Regions from separate parts of the Ovis aries genome. Here region 2 is linked to region 1. A link is a contact called in public Hi-C data. All regions are on one chromosome and are shown on one strand. Each heading gives the region's core, a stretch centred on a gene start, on an enhancer-like site or on the middle of the called end of the contact. The rest is flanking DNA. Distances are from core to core; before and after follow the strand shown. Region 1 holds the start of SHCBP1 (SHC binding and spindle associated 1). Region 2 overlaps GPT2 (glutamic--pyruvic transaminase 2).

What was found. A called contact is a pair of places that touch in the nucleus more often than the background predicts.
Region 2: a Hi-C map of hypothalamus shows a contact between it and region 1, with 4 times the contacts expected there. The contact joins the enhancer-like site here to the promoter of SHCBP1 in region 1. A contact is called at or near these places in 5 of 16 Hi-C or Micro-C datasets (blood, hypothalamus, liver and 1 more).

What each region holds. Positions count from the first base shown.
Region 1 is chr14:14,457,341-14,464,104 of ARS-UI_Ramb_v3.0, forward strand. SHCBP1 (SHC binding and spindle associated 1) reads right to left here and starts at 3,523. Exons shown (of 12, transcript XM_042231574.2): 1 at 3,406-3,523. The coding sequence starts at 3,514.
Region 2 is chr14:14,875,740-14,882,503 of ARS-UI_Ramb_v3.0, forward strand. GPT2 (glutamic--pyruvic transaminase 2) reads left to right here. Exons shown (of 12, transcript XM_004014968.6): 6 at 625-868; 7 at 5,450-5,529. Among named protein-coding and RNA genes, the nearest start is that of GPT2, 19 kb to the left of the region's middle. Within about 2 kb of position 3,487, at least 6 of the 54 cell types and tissues checked have an H3K27ac peak or open chromatin away from gene starts, as enhancers often do. A contact at or near this core is called in hypothalamus, where this site is marked.

The DNA.
Region 1 (6,764 bases), core at 2,273-4,772:
ATAATGGTCAAATATCCTACAATCATTAAAAAAAAAAAAATTCCATAAAGCTGTATTAAATGTAGAGGTGGTTTCCGACATATCATCTCAAGACAAATTGAAACTTCCCTTTAATTTCTACAATATCACCTGTCAATACCACTCAATAAACACGGATATGCACTCTTAATAATGTGTAACATCTATCTCTTTTATACTTTAATAAAACTTTATTACACAAAAGCTCTGAGCGATCAAGCCTCGTCACTGGCCCCAGATTGAATTCTCCTCCAGAGGCCAAGAATCCAGGCGTCTTTTGTGGTTCAGCAGCAACCTTTTATCTTGGGGGCCCGTCGGGGATTCTTTAGGACATGGCAAGGATGCTTGCTCTAGTTCTTTGTTCTCCTAGCGACCATGTTTTCTGCTATAATTTACTAACTCTACAGTGTGCTTGTGTGAATGAATGACATGCCCCACACAAATCAAGTGAGGAGCCCTGTGCTGCAGTTCCACGGTGACCTCATAGGGCTTAAGGCAGGGGGTTTATATCGACCTGCCAATGGACTCCCCTGGTAGTTCAGATGGTAAAGCGTCTGCCTACAATTCAGGAGACCAGGTTCAATCCCTGGGTCAGGAAGATCTCCTGGAGAAGGAAATCGCAACCCACTCCAGTGGGTCATCCATGGAAAATTCCATGGTTGGAGGAGCCTGGTAGGCTACAGTCCATGGGGTCCATCACAAAGAGTCGAACATGACTGAGTGACTTCACTTTCACTTACTTCACCAAAGCTACTAGGTTTCTCCTCTTTAATTTCAGTGCCTGTGTCTAACGAAAGGATTAGAAAATGCTAATCGAATTAGGTTTGGGCTGTATGTAATTATGTTTCACAAGGCGTGATTGAGCTAGTGGCATACCTAATTCTGTGTAATATGATATTTTTAACAGCAGTCATTTTAAAATGACCACTATAATAAATAAACATGCTGAGGATAGCATTTAGATCAGCTAAGTCCTTTCCAGTGGTTTCAGGAAGGTTATCTGAGACTTTTAGCAGGAGTCTCTTTCTCTTCCCCCATCCCTTATATTTCTCCCTCCTTCCACTTCTTTGCCCCAGTTTAGGGCACCAGAATTATGCGACCCCACAGACTGTAACAGGGAAGAACAAATTTGACTCCATATTGGATCTGTTTCTTGTACTTTAATCTTTGTATTCTATTACTTTGATACAAGAATGTTGCCTATAGCCTGAAATAGACAGGATAGCTCATTCTCAAGGCTCTGACCTTTAAAGGTATAACAACTTTTCCCCATTCATATACAGATAAAACGTTGCAGAACAAAGAATAACATTTGCTTTGTTGAAGGTTTAAAGAAACATCATGACTTGACCTACCCAACAGCTGCAAGAATAAAGGCTTCTGAAACAAAGAAGTGTGCAACAACCAGCCACACCCTCTCCCCTTTCAGTATAAAGGAAAGCTGAATTCTAACTTTGGCAAGATGGTTCTTTGGGACACTAGTCCACAATCCTCTCGGTCTGCTGGCTTTCCAAATAAAGTCACTATTCCTTGTGCCAACAACTCCTCTCTCAATTTATTGGCCTGTGGTGCAGAGAGCAGGAAGTGAGTTTGGACTTGGCAACAAGATAACCAAGGTGTACACTAGGGTTTCCGGCTCATAGACACCAATATACCTGAGCTTCAGAGGACATCAATACCTTATCAAATGTGTGAAAATCTCTCTGAACCTCGGGAAGATGAAAATAGTATGCCAACTTCAATTAAGAGAATAAACTATTTCATACCATCCATCACATAATATAGATATGTTTTTTAAAGAAATAATACTCCATCTCACACCCATTAGGTGACTATTATCCAAAAAACAATGAGAAGCTACCAAGAAAACAAGTGTTGTTAAAGATGTGGAGAAACAGGAACCCTTGTGGGCTGTTGGTAGGCATGTAAAATGGTATAGCCACTATGGAAAACTTACGGTGATTCTTCAAAAATTTAAAAATAGAATTACCATATTACCCAGCAGTTTGAAGCAGGGTCTCCAAGAGATATTTGTACAGGCATGTTCACAGCTAAAACTATTTAGCTTTAAAAAAGGAAGAGATTTATGATTATGCTGGATGAACATTAGGCAGAGTGAAATAAGCCAGTCAGTCACAGAAAGACAAATACTGTGTAATTCCACTGATATGAGGTACTTAAAAGTAGTCAAAACCATAAAGGCAGAAAGTATAAGGGTAGTTGCCAAGGGCTCGGGAGAGGGGCGAATGTGGAGTTATTATTCAACAGGTACAGAGTTTCAGTTTACAAAACGAGAAGAATCATAGTAACAGATGGTACAGAGTTTCAGTGTACAAGATGAAGAGAGTCATAGTAACAGCTGGTGGTGATGGCTACACAACAATGTGAATGTGTTTAATACCACTTAACTGTACACTTAAAACTGGTTAGGTACTCAGTGGCTAACCAACTCCGCCACCCCATGGTCTGTAGCCTGCCAGGCTCCTCTGTCTATATGATTTTTCAGGCAAGAATCCAAGAGTGGGTTGCCATTTCTTATTCCAGATTATCTTCCCAACCCAGGGACTGAATCCATGTCAAAAATGGTTAAGATGGTAAATTTTACGTTATGTGTGTTCAGAGCCGATCTGAAATACTTTTCACACATTACTTCACTTAATCTTCACCACTCAGCAACACTACTACCTGTTTTGCAGATGAGAAAACTGAAGTCACCTGACTGTTGCCAGATCACAAAGAGGGGTGAGTAGTGGAATTAAGTTCCACTTAACGTTTTCTCACTTCTCCAGGACTCTTGCCACTACACAATACAACTGAAAATGTTAAAGTAAAAGCCTGAACCACCTTAAAATATCAGGGGGGGAAAACGGAGTCTCCAAGAAGAGACAGAAAGGACTGAGAATTAGACCTGGGTTCTATTTTTTTACACTGTGTCACAAATTGGCTCCCCTTCCTCTGGGCACGTCACCTGCTCTCAACGCTCAGTACTGCTCTCTAGGCCAAGCGTCCAATTTCCTTCGGGAAAGGGGGCAGTGGTACGTGATCTCCTTTGAGATGCAAATAAAAATATGCGTCCACTCTAAACACACAAACTCGCGCACAAGGGCGGGGCAGGGCGGGGTGGAGGGACACCCAGACAGCAACAGTAGGGATCCCCGCCCCGCCCCAGTCCCTCCAGTCTCGAGGAAGCTGAGGCCAGATTGGGCGAGGAGGAGAGGTGTCCTGGGTACCTCCCGATTCGACGTCCAGAGAGTGGGTCGGGGCCTCGCCCAGTCACAGCCTCCACCCAGGCCAGCCAGGTCCGGAAGGCCTGCGCCCCAGGCGCCCCCAGCGCTGCCGACACGGTCTGTCGCAGACGGCGGCTCCTCCCGCACGGCGGGTGCTCACCTTTCTCCAGGCGCTCCAGCTCCTCCTCGGCCGCCCACCCAGGAAGCTCGGGCTCCGGCGCCATCGCTTCCGACCCCAGCCCACCACCCGCCAGCAATCCGTCAGCCATTTCAAATTTCCGCGGGCGGCCTCCCTGCCCAGTAATGTGATGACGCAGCCGCTTCTAATTGGATAGTGGGCCGAGGCCCTGGGACCAATTAAAGGAAGGCTGGGGTGGCCCGGGTGTCGGCACGAGCCCCGCCCCCTTCAGTCTCCACCCACCCTGGAGGGGAGTGTCTGGGCGCTGTCTACTGGCCTGGTGGACTGCTGTTGTCGTTGTTGCTCTTTTTGTTTACTGGGGTGAACTTGTATGAAGTTAAATTAGGACATAATTTGGGATAATTTCCAAAAAAATAACAAGCCATACCTGGAGTGGGGTAGAGTGGAAAAGGCACTGGCTTGAGAGTCAAAAAACAGTATTTAGACTTGTTTCTTCCATTATTACCACTTCACCTCTCAGAAGAGCATCTTCAATTCTAATAATATATTGACCTAGATGGTTCCAAACCTTTCACCACCAAAAATCTGTTGCTCTCTGGCTTTCTCTTTCCCCTTCTCTTTCTTTGACTATCTACACAAAGAGGATATTTTCAAAAAATATCAAATTATATTTAGTATGTAAAAGTATGTTTTACCCACATTTATTAATCAACAACAGATATAACCTCCAATGATAATAGCTAACATTTATTGAGTACTGTGTGCAAGACACCTTTCTGCATATTTTACCTACAGTGTCTTATTCAATCTTCAAAAACTATCCTGTGAGAAAAGAAATTTTACTATTCCCATTTTACAGATGAGGAAGCGGAGTCACCGAGAAAATAAGCAGTGCCCAAGTTAACCCAGCAAAACCGGTATTAGAAACCAGTCAAATTCCTGAATCCACCCTTTAATGGTTCTGCCAGATCATTACTAGTCAGAGTTGAGATGGCCGGCAACGGCAGCGGTTACCAGAACACCAGGAAGGGTGAGACCCACAGAAAGACAAGGGCCTGGTCATGACAGTGTCATCACAGGGAAGGCATTTCCACTTAATGCCTTTAAGGAAAACCTTGGGCTAAAGTCTCTCAGATCCCTCACAGCTGAAATGAAATGGAACCGAAGAGGTGACTATAAAAACCTGCACTTAATTCAGCTAGCTTTTCCAGAAAACAAGATTTCTTTGACTCTCATATACAGAGTCTGACCTTCCATTTATTTGTCCACTGAATGAATATTTATTGAGCACCACGAGGGGGAAACACATAAAACAATAAAATCAAGACTAGCATCAGGCCTTGAAGACTAAGTTATCTTTCTCATAAGTCTCCTTTTAACCCTACTGCCACAAACCCCACAAGTGGAGGGATTTCTACTCACCCACCCCTGTCTGTGCTGGAGACAACATAGTTCTCTCCTTGTTCAATTACAGAATATTTCATCACCCATCAAGATATTGCTTCTGGGAAAAATCTTGGAAATGAACATGTAGCCACAGAGTCAAATGAACACCTGGGTTGCTGCAAACTCCATAAAGGACAAATCATTTATTAAACTGGATACGTTTCCTGTGCAACCTATGCTTGCATGGATTATATGGAAGGTTTTGAGAGCTTTCCCCTAAATGGAGACCTTTCAAGAGCACACATGTCTTAGGAGTTTGCTTTCCCTGCCCTCTCCCCCTTATCCTGATGAAAGGGTTTTTTAATTCTTTTTTTCCAATCTCTCCATCTGCAGCCCATCTCAGCCTTCCATCTGCCTTAGGTGGAGTGGCACCCATTATTCCCAGTCTTTTTTATATCTTCAGTCTCCTTTTCGGCACTAGGTCCTTAGACTCTGTCTACACAGGGGCTCAAAACTTACTGACCTCTCCTAGAAACTTCCAAAGCCCAACTGAAGTCTTGAGATATTACCTCTGTACTTTGCTTCTGGATAGCACCAAGTCATTCCTGTTGCAGCAAAACAGAAATGAGTGAACAGCCTGTGGCACATACCAGCCAAACAGGCCTACAAGAGTTAAACAGTCTTGGTTAGACTTTAGCTGTTACTATCAACAAACACTTGTAGCTGGACTTGTCCTTCACAAAGAAAATTACTCTCTGACTCCATATAGATTTATATTTGCACCTGGCATTCGTGTCCTCCTACACTCTCTTGTAGCATTCAGCATGTCAAAAAGAAGGACATAGGCGGATAACTTCAGGTCACCAGACCTGGTTGTTGAGTTGCCTGATGCCAGCTGTGGCCATTTTGAAACCTTACAAAAGAAAGAAAGAAAAGAAAGCACAGACTTCCAAGAGGATATAAACCTCTCCTTATTCCTGAGATGGAGAAGGCAATGGCACCCCACTCCAGTACTCTTGCCTGGAAAATCCCATGGATGGAGGAGCCTGGTGGGCTGCAGTCCATGGGGTCACTGAGAGTCGGACACGACTGAGCGACTTCACTTTCACTTTTATGCATTGGAGAAGGAAATGGCAACCCAATCCAGTGTTCTTGCCTGGAGAATCCCAGGCATGGGAGCCTGGTGGGCTGCCGTCTATGGGGTTGCACAGAGTCAGACACGACTGAAGTGACTTAGCAGTAGCAGTATTCCTGAGAAGGGGGCCACGGTTGCTTGAGGCCTTAGCCTGCTGTGTTTTCCTTTTGCCTGGCAAAAATAATAAAGCTACTCCTTCCTATTTCCTCCAAACTCTGTCTCCATATTTCTATTTGGCATCAGTAGACAGGGAACCAAGATTTTGGCATTTTCTCTCCTGCTTCCTTACTGGCCAGTAGCTTCCCCCAGAGGCCCACTGTCCCCCGTGCCCTTCGGCCTCCGCCCGCAGCAGCACTCATGGTCCAGCACGCCCGCTCCACTGTCTTTCCTCCGGTGGCCTCCGGGCCCTCCCTGTTCTGGTCCTCCCTGCCTCATTCCTCTTCCTCCGCCCCAGATTCCTGAACACAGAGGTCTCCCAAGGACAATGTCCTGAGTCTGTCTTCCTCAGGAGGTAACTCAAGTGAGTGAAGAAGGCAATATGTGGACTCTAGCACTCACTTCAAGCTCATAGGAAAGCGCATGTGCTGATTCACTTGACAAATAATAAATATAGAGAGTATAGACTGTGTGCCAGACACTGCTCTAGGCTCGGGAAGCAGGGGCAAAGAGGACAGACAAGGTCCTGCCTGCATGGCGTTCACAGCCTAGGGAGACACACAACAGACAAAAAAAATTCAATTGATAAGCAAAATTCAATTATGAAAGATACTACTAATAAAATAAAATTCAGTGATGTGATAGAGAATGATGAATGGAGAAGACAGATTCAGAATTTTATGTGAAAATGCCTGACTTTAAG
Region 2 (6,764 bases), core at 2,237-4,736, 420 kb after region 1:
AGTAAAACTCACCCAGAAGAGTTTGGACTTATGAATTCAGTGAATTACTGCCACCTCCACTGGTGCCCCACAGGGCTCCCCAGGCCTGTTTCTCAGGAATCCTATGAACTTAGGGCTCATTCAATTCTGGAAACAGCCAGATTGAAGCGCCACCTGGTGTCAGAAGCTGGGTATTTCATCCCATTTTCACACTCCTTTGTTCACTGGTCTTTCCAAGTCTTGGGCTCTGATAAGTTCGTGATTAGACAGATTCCGGGCTGCACCCCAGACATATAGAATGAGTTTCAGGGGTGAGGTCAGAATAATTCTGAGCAGGTATAATTTTGGGGCTACTTCTTTAAAAGATCTCTTTTAAAAATACTAACAGGTATCAAGCCTTTAGGTTCCATGCATTGTGCTAAAAGCTTTAAATCATTTTGCTCATTCCTCGTAGCAGACCTCATTTTACAGAGGAGGAGAGGTAGACTCAGGGGAGTTCAGAAACCTACATGTGGCTGTGCTGAGGGTAGGCACTGGGCGACTGGTGAAAGGCGGGGTTTGGGGTCTTCCAGCTTCTGCCGCTGTTCAGTCCTCGGAGGGTGGAAAGTGGCAGTCGCTCTGTAAGACGTGACTTCTCTGTTGCAGACGATCCTGAAGATCCTGGTCTCCGGGGGTGGCAAGTCACGGACAGGCGTGATGATCCCCATCCCACAGTACCCACTCTACTCAGCGGTCATCTCCGAACTCGATGCCATCCAGGTGAACTATTACCTGGATGAGGACAACTGCTGGGCCCTGAATGTGAACGAGCTCCGGCGGGCCGTGCAGCAAGCCAAAGAGCACTGTAACCCCAAGGTGCTGTGCATCATCAACCCCGGGAACCCCACAGGTCTGTGCTTTACTTCCTCGCCAGTTTCTTGGTGAGCAGGGTGGCTGTGTATTGGCTGTCTGGACACTAAAGAGCTAAGAAATAATGTTTTATTTGCTCCCAGGTTCCTAATCCAACTCCAGATTTGCTAACATAAAACCATAAAGTTGGCCGCCAGCCACCTTAGGAGGTGAACGAATACAGGCCTTTTCCTGGGCAGGGTTGTATGGTAATTAAGACCAGTTCTTTTTCCTGTTCATCCATGTACAAAGAACCTACTCTTTGAGGTCACAGACAAACCATCACCTAATTATAGGCCTAATTTTACCCTTACTCCTACTTGTTTTTCTGAACCAGTTTTTAGATTGCTGGTGTGAGCGTTTTTGTTTTTCTTTGACACAGCATTGCTGTGTAGTTCGAGGCCTGAAAAGGAAATGCCATATTAAAAACAAAAGCAAACCAAAAAAACCTGTTTCCAGAAGTTGGAGAGCACTCCTAATTTTGCACATTTTTCTTCACACAAAAAATGCACAGTCCTGCCTGCCTCGATCTTTCCAGGCTGTTGGCTTCATGTGCCCCAGATGCTATTTGGATGCCGAGAGCAAGGGCTCCTCTCTCCTCCTTTGTTGAGATAAACTGGGTCAGGGCCAAAGCCTGGTGGAGTTGATTGTGGAATCTGCTCCTTGGGAACATCAAATGATGCTTCAATCAGCTGAAAGCTCCACTTGAATTCCTGGGTGCAGAAAATGGGTGCAGCTGCTCGCCTGGTTTATTTACACCGACTGTCTGGGGGAAGGGATGAGGGACCTAACCCAGGGTACTGTAGGAAAATGACAGAGCTGGGTTCTCAATCCTGGCTGCACATTAGAATCAAAGAGGGAGCTTTTAAAAATGCCAAAGGCCAGGCCACACCCTAGAATCTCTGGGGATGGGGCTCAGGCATCAATATTCTGTATAACTGAGGATGAGAAACACTGCCCTTGGATGATGCTTCTAAAACTTCAGCTTGTTAAAAACAAAACTGCTGGGCCCTACATCTAGATATGGTGATATAATTAGGCTGGAGTGGGAGTTGACAGTTTGCATTTCTAACAAGCTCTTGGGTGATGCTGATGCTACTGGCCCCAAACTTGGAGTAGTAGGTCCTATATCTTAGGAAATACTCTGTATACCTAGTTTATATCATAGGCTTGGTAACTTCTTCACCAGAAGCTTACATATATCTTCTTCTGGCTGTCTGGGGAGCAGTAACTGCACCAGAGACTTTCCTATTTGGGGTCAAAGTGGGGGTCATATGAGTGTGATATTAATATAAGCAGTTTTTCAGTAGTCATGTTCGAATGTGAGAGTTGGACCAGAAAGAAGGTTGAGCACTGAAGAATTGGTGTTTTTGAACTGTGGTGCTGGAGAAGACTCTTGAGAGTCCCTTGGACTGTAAGGAGATCAAATAAGTCAATGCTAAAGGAAATCAACCCTGAATATTCATTGGAAGCTGATGCTGAACCTCCAGTACTCTGGCCACCTGATGTGAAGAGCTGACTCATTGGAAAAGACCCTGATGCTGGGCAGGAGGAAAAGGGGGCAACAGAGAATGAGAGGATGAGATGGTTGGATGGCATCACTGAATCAATGGACAAGAGTTTGAGCAAACTCTGGGAGACAGTGAAGAACAGGGAAGCCTGGTGTGTTGCAGTCCATGGGGTTGCAGCAGCCGGACAGGACTAGCGACTGAACTATAACAACAAGCAGTTTTTCTAAAAAATAAGTTACAAGCAGGCTCAGGCTAGTTTTGCTCTCTGAGGTTGTTTTTACTTTCTGGTTGTGATACGCAGCTGTAGGATCTTAGTTCTCTGACCACGGATTGAACTTGGACCCCAGCAGTGAAAGCATCAAGTCTTAACCATTGGACCACCAGGCAGTTCCCCTCTGGGGTCTTAATGTGTGGAAAGCAGCTATTGGAAGATGGAGGATGGAAAATAGAGACCTACCTGTGATCACCATGTATCTCATCTGGACCACACACTGTAACCACTTTGTCTGAAAGGTGTCAAAATGGAGTGGAATATTAGTGGCTAACAAGGCTCTTTGGGGCTCGAGACAGAAACTTACCTTGAGGCTTGAAGGGAGTGGACCTGTGAAGGCCAGGGTAAAGCAGCACACTTGAATTAACGTCGTTGTCATGGGAACCTCAGGCCATGACCCAGCTCTGCTCTGGGCTGAAATCCTCAGGAAGCACCTGTCCTGGGAGTGGCCTTCCGCAGGTCCAGTCAGTGCCCAGCAGCTGAGCGTCCTCCACAGGGAGCCTCACCCCTGGTTTCAACTGAAGCCCCAGGCCAGACTCTCTTGGCCCACACTGGGACACCTGCCTATGCCTGACCTAGTTAAATCACTGAGGCTGATTGGCTGGGTCTGTGTCCCTGGTGGAGTTTAAAGAGAAGTTCCCCTAGGACAGCTGTGTGCTGTTGCTCAGAGAAGGACAGGACGCTAGGCTGGTACAAGCAATAGGTATCCCCATTAGTGTGTGGGACATTCCCTTGGCCCGGCCTCTGGCAAGGGGCACTTGGAAGACCCCTCTGCAGCCTTTGGGGCCTTCAGCAGAGCTGCCTCTTCTCTGTGGTGCGCACATGTCTCCCCCTGCTGGGCACAGGCATGCCCTGCCCTCTGGAGATCATGCGGCTCCTCCTGCTCCACAGGCCTGTTCTGAGTGACTGCTTCGTCCCAGGCCCTGGAGAGGAATAAGCTCTGTCCTTGTCCCACAGTTTGCATCGATCGCATGGGGGATTATTTGTGCACAGCAGGTCTCCTTTCCTCTCCTGAGCCGCGGGCTTCCTGAGGCCCGGCCCTTGCACTCCCCCTGGCATTATGGAGAAGACTCTTGAGAGAGTTCCCTGGACTGCAACGAGATCAAACCAGTTAATCCTAAAGGAAATCAGTCCTGAATATTCATTGGAAGGACTGGTGCTTAAGCTGAAACTCCAATACTTTGGCCACCTGATGCAAAGAACTGACTTTGGAAAAGACCCTGATGCTGGGAAAAATTGAAGGCGGGAGAAGGGGATGACAGAGGATGAGATGGTTGGATGACATCACCGACTTGATGGAGATGAGTTTGAGCAAGCGCTGGGAATTGGTGATGGACAGGGAAGCCTGGCGTGCTGCAGACCGTGAAGTTGCAGAGAGTCGGACACAACTGAGCGACTGAACTAAACTGGCATCATGTTCCCCGCTCACACCTTTTATACTCTGGGTGCTCACACCTTTGCTTGCATTCTAACAGGGTATACTTTGTGGCATTGCAGCCCTGGGAGGGAAGACCAGGAGCATGTGGTAGGCAGGAGAGGCTGCCAGAATGGACAGCCCCTGTCTGTCTATGGGAACAGCAGCTGGTTACTTGTAGCATCGGGGGTGCTGCCCTTCCTAATTCCCAGAGCGTGAGCTTGCTTCATAGGAAGCCTGCTTGGCCTTTGTTTGGCACGGACAGGTTGGTCCCTTAGTAAAGGAACTGGTTGCTTAGATAGTTTAAGTCTGAAATCCTGGCTGAATCATACCATGCTCTTATAAGATACATCAATGTATTTTTCCGAGACTTAGTCTTGTTATTCTTACATGGACAAGAATATGGTTATTTTTATTTTTAACAAAAAGGTAATATATTCTCCATACTGCTTTGCATGAAGGCGTAGATACATATGGCAGTAATACATGTGCACATACGTACTTATGTAGACAGTACATGCATGTAACACCCGTAGGTGCTCATTTACGTCCTTTGTGAGTATCAGCAGGCCTGCCTAGTACTTTTCCAGAAGCTGTGTGAGCAAGTCCACCATCCCAGGGCCTCGGGAAATCTGGGAAAGTGTTCCTTTCCCCACTGAAACCCGCAGTATTTCCTGTGAGCTGATGGTGAATATTTTGCTACTGGCACTGATTTCTCTAAGGTGGATGAAGTGATGAGTCCAGCTCTGAAGGGAGACCCTGGCAGGGATACCATGGGTGCCTGCCAGCGTCCTCAGCGGGCACGGCTCCCACATGGTCGCTGGAGAAGCCAGAGCTGGTAGGCAGGCTCATTCATTCGTTTAGAACTTCTTCCACTGTGCTTACCAGGGAGGGCCCTGCTGGGTGCCGGCTTTGAGGGTCGGTGCTGGGCCAGAGACGTTGTCCCTGCCTCGCGGAGCTTGTGTAGGGAGAAGGTGTGGCCAGGGCTCTTTTCATGGTGTGGCTGCTGTGGGGGACGGAGGGGAGCAGGGCTGAAAGAGTTAACTCCTTCAGTTTCATTTTCGTGCTGTCTATGATACGTCCATGTCTTCTTGTCCTCTAGCACAGAATAATACACATATATCCTCCTCCCCGCTCCACACACATACCTCTGAGAATAACAAGAAAGTTGGGTATGAAACACCACTCCCTACACAACCTGGCTGAAGTGAGTCAGAGGGACGGAGCTGACCCTAGGGGCTCCCTGGAGGCCGTCAGCAGCTAGGGAGGGTGGTCCTGTAAGATGAGGGGACACAGACATCTGAGTGATTCTGGCTGGAATTCTCACCTGGGGATGAATGAAACACCATGACAACCTGCCTTCTGCTTTTGTTTGGGACTGTTTAGGTCAGGTGCAGAGCAGAAAGTGCATAGAAGATGTGATTCACTTTGCCTGGGAGGAGAAGCTCTTTCTCCTGGCTGATGAGGTAAGAGCAGCCTGGACTCTCAGAGGTGAGGGTATGCTTTCTCTTCTGGGGGAGGGAGCCAGGTCTGCTGTTCTATAGACAAGAGAACTTTGTAGATATCGGAGGAGAGATTCTAACAAGGTTGAGGATGTTCAGTGTTAAACAACCTGTGAGACTGTGACCAAAATCATCCCTTATTGGTTTGGAATCTTGGTTATAAGTTTCAAAAATCCAACCCAAACTACTTTAAACTTAACACGGTGGTGGGGTCTCAGGAGTGGGGCTGGATCCAGGGACTCGAATCATATCTTCCAGCTCCTCTTGTTCCATCCTGCTGCCTTGGCCTCAAACACGGGCCTGCTATCTTCCCAGCCTAGGAAGAGAGCTTATCTTCCTGGTCGTTTCAACAAAGCTCAGAATTGAGCTTCACTGGTGCAGTTTAGGTCAAACACCCATCACTGAACTGATTATTCTGGCCCAGTGGCTGCAATGTGCGGACTGACCAGGCCCTAGGCAAGGGTCGGGGGCTCTCCCCTATGACCTGAAACCTGCAGATAGAGAGCTGGGGAGGATGTTTCTTGAAGCAAATCAAGGGCCCCTTTCTCAAGAAGGGAGAGTGGGAGCTGGGTGGGCTGAATGCTGTGTCCTATGAGGAGGGGAATCTTATCAACCCCAGAATCACTGCTGCCTGAACCCTAGATCTGGAGACAAACCTGCCCATTCTTTTCCTGCTTTGCAAGAAGAAATTAAAGACCTGTCAAACCCTATTTTCACTTCTTTATTTCTGCGTGATATCTGGTTAGTCATAGCTTCTAGCACGTGAGCTTCATTTCTGTGTTCCTTAGCACCCCCCCGCCCACACACACACACAGAGGTTATCCACCAAATCACTGCTGTGATCAATAGCAGATAGACTTAAATCTTCATTTCTAAAGGAAAGAAGGGGCAGTAGAGTGACCTGGTGCACGAACCTTTTCCCTCAGGGTCTGGGAAGCGAGGAGGGTGAGGGGCAGAAGGGAGAGGCCATGGAGGAGCTGGGGAGGGGAGGGGGCTCTGCCTGGCTTGTTAAAGGTGGAGCTGGCCTGACCCTCCTGCTGACCCACAGCATCTCAGAGAGCCTCGGTTTCCCTGATCTCCATACTGGGCGTGGGAAGTTCATCTCCAAGTGTAGATGGAGCGCTTGCCTGCTAGACTGTGTAGACGGGGAGGGACAAGAGGTATAGGCGCTGCTCAGTCCAGGGAGGAGAGAATGACGG